Linked DNA regions of Danio rerio: region 2 is linked to region 1. A link is a contact called in public Micro-C data. All regions are on one chromosome and are shown on one strand. The core of a region is the stretch at or near the end of the contact, and the rest is flanking DNA. Distances in the headings are between cores, read along the strand shown. Region 1 holds the start of pimr71 (Pim proto-oncogene, serine/threonine kinase, related 71). Region 2 holds the start of cyp27a2 (cytochrome P450 family 27 subfamily A member 2).

What was found. A called contact is a pair of places that touch in the nucleus more often than the background predicts.
Region 2: a Micro-C map of caudal fin shows a contact between it and region 1, with 11 times the contacts expected there. The contact joins the promoter of cyp27a2 here to the promoter of pimr71 in region 1. A contact is called at or near these places in 2 of 18 Hi-C or Micro-C datasets (caudal fin and an unstated tissue) and 1 of 4 datasets of contacts at active chromatin or transcription factors (caudal fin).

Annotation. Positions count from the first base shown.
Region 1 is chr6:10,388,735-10,392,126 of GRCz12tu, reverse strand. It overlaps pimr71 (Pim proto-oncogene, serine/threonine kinase, related 71), which reads left to right and starts at 1,933. Exons shown (of 7, transcript XM_021474061.3): 1 at 1,933-3,392.
Region 2 is chr6:10,456,253-10,459,243 of GRCz12tu, reverse strand. It overlaps cyp27a2 (cytochrome P450 family 27 subfamily A member 2), which reads left to right and starts at 1,602. Exons shown (of 12, transcript XR_012407640.1): 1 at 1,602-1,719.

The DNA.
Region 1 (3,392 bases), core at 684-3,183:
AATGATTCATGGGTTTATCAATTTCATGGTAGTCGCTACACACAAACATATCTGGCCCAGTTCAGACTCTGTTTTGAGTTATTAACTTGGCCCAGATATGGTCCATGTTTAGCCCTTGTCTGGAAGCCAGACTTGGTCCAGTCATGTACCGTAATTCACGCATATGAATATGTATGTGGTATGGGTATGTGGGCCAAGCAAAACCTGATTGTGTGGGCCAGAGCTGGGCCAGAGATATTTTGCTATGTGGGTGTTTACTCGTTCACAAATGTGTCAAATTCACAAATGAATCATTCAGTACATTTTGTGAACCAATTTAGCAGGATAACTGAAAACATTCAGCTTTTTCATGACATTAACATCATTGTCTTGTCTATGAGCAGGTTGCAGTTTTTCCATTTCAAAATAACATATTATGTTGAGGGAATTCAATGCAGTATTCTATCCAATATATTAACAGACAAAGTGACAGCTAATTAAATAAGTAAAACATGTTGTTTAGAGCAGTGGTTCTCAATTGTGTTTCAAGTACCACCTCAGAAAAAAGTTGTTTTTGCAAGTACCACCATAATGAGTAGTATATAAATATAGTATAGTATAGTATAGTATAGAAATACAGTAGCGTATTAGGTCCAGTAAAGCAGCTAAAGCTCTGTACAGTTCAAAAACGAGGCATGTTAGTTCCTAATATTAAGAACATTTAATTTAAAATGTGCTTTTAAAAGTTAAAAATGGTAGGTTACTGTTCTTAAAAAGTAAAAAAGAAAAAACTCCATGTTTATCAGCACCTAGCCCTCATAAATATAGGCTTTGTGTCATCATATTCATATATAAATCATTTTGGATCATTTATTTAAATGTATGTAGCATGTTCATATGACATATTTGATTCATCCGCGTACCACTAGAAGGAAGCCCAGGTACATGTACCACAGTTTGAGAAGTCTGGTGCTGAAGTGCTAGAGCGTTAAACTGAATGGCTTTCGTACAAACTGGCTAACGTTCGTTAATCCTGACAATTAAACATTTTTTAGCTTTCGTTTGTTGCAAAACAGTCACAAAATAAGAAACCCTGCCACCTCGTGGTCATTTTGTGTATTAAATGTGGATTTATAGCTAACTATGATTTCAGCCAACACTTTTTGAATCAACAAAACAATAATTTGTTGTCCCTTACTGAAAAAAGTTTGTTTTTATTAATTAAATAAAATTTATTAATTTGGTTAAATTACTATTATTTCAACGCAGAATATTTTAAAACGAATATTTTTAAAAATATATTTAATATGTATTCCTACCCAGTATGGCCAAAACTCATACAATCAGCAGCAATCCATCTCAATAAAGCTTTTAAAACATTTGTTCTTTTTTTTTTTTTTTTTTTTGTTCTTTTTTTTTAAAGAAAGTTTATGTTGGAAAAAAGTATGATACAAGTAGACCTGGCTTCTTACAATATTTAAATAATTTTGCTAAGAAATATCTAAAATATAAAACAAATATTATTAATTTATTATTGTATTAATAAATGTATTTAATTATAATAAAAATATTTTATATCTGGCTCATTTGATTTCACATTTCTATGCGTTTTGTTTTTTATGTGTCTAAAATTAGTGAAACCTGCAGAAACCCTGTTTCTTAGATTAGCTCCAGATTTAGCTTCAGTGCAGACTAAACTAGTGTACATGCACAGATATAATATTATAAAGCTTTCTATATAAATTTTCATTTAAATGAGAGATTTGTGTGGGGTGTCCTGATACTGTATGTGCTGAGCACTTTGTATTAGAGGTAAGTTAGTGCTGACTTTGTTTCATTACGTTTTGTTAGTAATTTAAACCGTAATTTATACTTTTATTATAATCAAAGTGTTTAAGTTAAGTTCAGTAAAAACAACTGGTGCCTTGATGAGAGTATAGATTTATTAAAAATGGGCCTACTATGAAAAGAACATGGTTTATTTATTGTTTTATGGTTTGTTCAGTTTAATTCAAAACTTATTTCCAGACTCAAAGTTCATTAGCAATAAAAAGACCCAAAACTATAAAGCGCATGTATAATAACTGATAACTTTATTTTTTGTATTTATTTACCTTTAAAGGTTGGCTGGATTTTGAAATTGATATTTTGTTTTGCACTTCAGTGATTTTATATTTAGACAAGGACAAAACGACTATGAGACTAAAAACTAAAGAAGCTGATTTATTTTTAATGATAAAATAATTTTAACACTGAATTTTATGGATAGCATATGTTTACATTGAAAGTCTGTGATGTGTCGTTTAACTGTCCTCTATTTTTAATTTTATCACAAATTAAAATAAATCTTATCAAGGATGATACTAGCCAAATTACTGATTTTGCTATTAATGGGATAGTTCACTCAAAAACGAACAGTCACTCATTATTTACTCATCTTTGTTCGGTTTCAGACATTATGAGTTTATTTTATTCTGTTGAACACAAAATAAGATACTTTGAAGAAAGCAGGAGAAGAAACCTGTAAGTATTGACTTCTATAAAATCAAACACTATAGAAGTCAATGGTTACAGGTTTGCAGCTTTCTTCAAAGTATCTTCTCTTGCGTGAAACGGTTTGATTGAGCTATGCTTTTAAGTAATACCTCAACAGACACAGATTACACAGGCATTTCTTTGTTTTCTGTCAAGAGTAAATGTTTCATTGTTTTGTCTTGTGTTTAACCCTCTGATGCATGAATTATTCAATCACAAAGTAAACGTAAATTCTTCAAATGAATATAATAATCCCCGATCATTTCAATTATGCATTTTGAGAGTTACCTAAGGTTATATTTGTAGGTCTCATTCTGTAAATAGTATTGTTGTTCAAGTCATATACAGGTTTAACAGCAATGAATTTTTCACAGTATTTCCTATAATATTTTTTTCCTCTGGAGAAAGTCTTATTTATTCTATTTCAGCTAGAATAAAATCTGTTTTAATTTAAACCATTTACTGTCGATATTATTAGCCTCCTTTAGCAATATTGTTATGATTGTCCACAGCACAAACCACCATTATACTATGACTTGCCTAATTGCCATAACATGTACATAATTGAACCTTTAAACTGCACTTTAAGCTAAACACTAGTGTCTTGACAAAGATTTGGTAAAATATCCTGTAACAGTGTAACAAGTACCATCCTGGGTAATCTGACACCTAGTGGTTTGCATGTAGTAGTGCAACATTTTAACGTTGACTCCTGCTGGAGAATTTTGCACGCATCATTTGTACTTATTTATCTGTTAGCTTTTTCTGCTGACAATCTTTTGTTTGGACATTTTGTTTGCCCTTGTGGAAAATAAAACAATAAAACGTAACCTTTAATAAGCTGTTCAAAAGAGATTTGGCATTTTTGGATTTTAATC
Region 2 (2,991 bases), core at 353-2,852, 67 kb before region 1:
GAAAATATATTCAGCTGTATATAAAATTGTAAATAGATTTTAAATGCAAAAGGTAATATCTAAGATGTGCATTTAATATGTAGCAAAGACAAAATTATTAGACCACCTGTGCAATTTTCTTTGGTTTTCAAATATTTCCCATGTGATTTTAAGAGAGAATCTTTTCGCATATTGCTTTTTCCTGGAGAAAGCCTTACTTCTTTTAGTTTGACTGAAAAATATACTGCAAAAAAGTATATTAAAAACAGTTATGGTCAATATTATTATCCCCCATGCGTTAAAGAGGTTTCGGAAAAAAATGTAAAACAGCACTTGTCAAAAAGTATTTGGAAAAAATAACTAATTTCACAGATTGGTTAATCAATTTGTCTACAGTTGTACAGTTTACTATTGTTCAGAATTGTTAAAAAATGTTTCGAAATAAACAAAAGCTAAATATTTTTAATCTAAAATATGATAATTATATTTTTATTCATGTTCTTACTCTACGTTGGATTGTAAGTAGGCTAACATGACTTGTTGAAAAAGTAGGGTCATATTTCAACAGAATATTGTTTAAAATTAGTTTTAATTGCTTCAACTAAAAAGTTATTACATTAATTTGATTAGAATGTAAAGTCGATTAGAACTACAAACATGGGTAAATGGTGTAAACAAACTGCAAACATGGCAGACGCACGAAACCAATGGATGAATGGGGAGGCTTTGGTAAAAAAAATTTTTAATGATAGTTAATTATTATATAACCTAATGTAACTAACAATTTCCTGTTTTCTAAGTTATATTTCATCTGCAACAACAATGTTTACTTTTATAAAGATGTGTTTGGGGATGATTCTTGTCTACAATTATATAGCCTATATTGTTAAGATTTGTTTAAAAAAGGTTTTAAAATGAATAAAGGCTAAGTAGATTTCATCTAAAATTGATCATTTTTATTAACATTTTCACTCTAAGTTGGATGAAGACAACATGATGTTAGCAGGCTAACATGACGTTTTGAAACAGTAGGTTCATATTTAAACCGAATAAGAAATGTTTTGTTTAACAAAAGGAGTTTTATACAACTATTACAGTAATTTGTATTAGAGTTTGAATAGAACTACTAACATGGGTAAAAAGTGTAAACAAACTAGGGTGTATGGGGGAAATTGACGAATGAGTGGGGAGGCTTTGGTGAAAAAAAAAACATTTCAATGATCATTATATTTGGCCTATAATGAAAATCTAGGTAAACCAAAGCAGTAGAATAATAAAGGATCAGTTTATGGAAATGGGTTTACTGTGAGCCTCAGACATCCTTGTTTTCATGTAATTCCACAAGTGTAAAACCAAAATGGACAACATGCCAAACAGAAGACAAAACATACTGTAATGAGACTCTGCTCTTCCATGTATGCCTACTTTAGGTCATTCATCCGGACCTGGCGAGCAGCCATGTCATTAAGCTCTGAGATCATTAATATGCACGCTTCATGCAGCACTGATAAGCAACGTTTTTTAGTCAGTGAGACAACAATGAGACTTTTTCTCCCTTATTTTTAAGCGTTTATTTCACTGTGTATGTGGAACTTTTATTTTGAAAACGCGAGCGCGAATTTGTTTACTGTTTGTTGCTAGGCAAAGACAGCACGAGGCACGTTTAAACTGGCCTCAGGACACCAAATCCAAGATTTACTGATTATACATTTATTCATCTAAACTCTGGAAAGGCATAAGGTATGTTTAGTTACTTCTTTTGTTAATGTATAGTGTTTATTGTGAAATTTGATGCATGTGTTTCAACAAACACGTGTAGTCTGCTAAATCGTGTCAAATCACTCAACTCATCTTATTCATGCAGCATTGATAATAATTCCTGGCGCTGTTTTCTTTGACCATAGCTTTAAAATATGGCAAATCAAAGATATCAGAGAACAATTTAACTTATTTAACCAATGCAGTAATTTATAGGGCATCTTTGATTATAGTATAAAATAATGGAAACTTATAATTCCCTGTTTTCTGCGTTATATTTCATCTGCAACGTTAACTTTTATGAAGCTGCGTTTGGGGATAATTTTGTCTACAGTTGTAAAGCCTGCTATTGTTCAGAATTGTTAAAAAATGTTTCAAAATGAACAAAGGATAAATATTTTTTAATCTAAAATATGATACAATCATTATTTTAATTAATGTTAATGTTATTAAATTACTCTCCGTTGAATTGTTATTAGGCTAACATGAAACGTTGAAACAGTAGGGTCATATTTCAACAGAATAAGAAATGTTTTGTGTAAAAAAAACTGTTTTAATTGTTTCAACTAAACCGTTTTTACATTAGAACTACAATCGTGAATAAAAAACAAACTACAAAAATGGTGGACGCGCGAAACCAAACCTACGACGGAGTAGGGAGGCTTTGTTAAAAAAATATTTCAACGATCGTTAAATGTTATATAACCTAATATAAACTATTTATTTCACGTATTTTTGTTATATATAATCTGCAATAGCAATGTTAACTTCTAAAGATGTGTTTGGTCAGTGATTTATTAATCCATACAAACACCTGAGGAGATTTTGCAGCATAAAAACCCGCGAATGACAGATTAACCTGCTGCTGTGTCTCCTCATGGTACCAAGTTAAATATGAAATAAATGTAGTTGATGTCACAAGAAGATTGACAGGACTAAGCTACATAAGCTTCGTGGTAAAACGACGCAGTAGTAACTTATGTCCCCGCTTGCGTACTCTTAAACACACTCAAACGTAAAATATGCTCGTTTTCTTCACGAAACACTACACACTTTTAGGCAAATTGGGCGAGTAGTGAAGTAGGCGAATTGGGACGCAGCAACGGTACTTGTTTCCCTGTGCGTGCAGTTGATTGTGTCATGCATACAGAATGATTGTGCGGTAAAACGCACCAATCATTTGTTGTTTAGTCTAGTATAAACGTAATGCAGTTTATACAATGATCCATCATTCCGCATTCCACATTTAGGGGG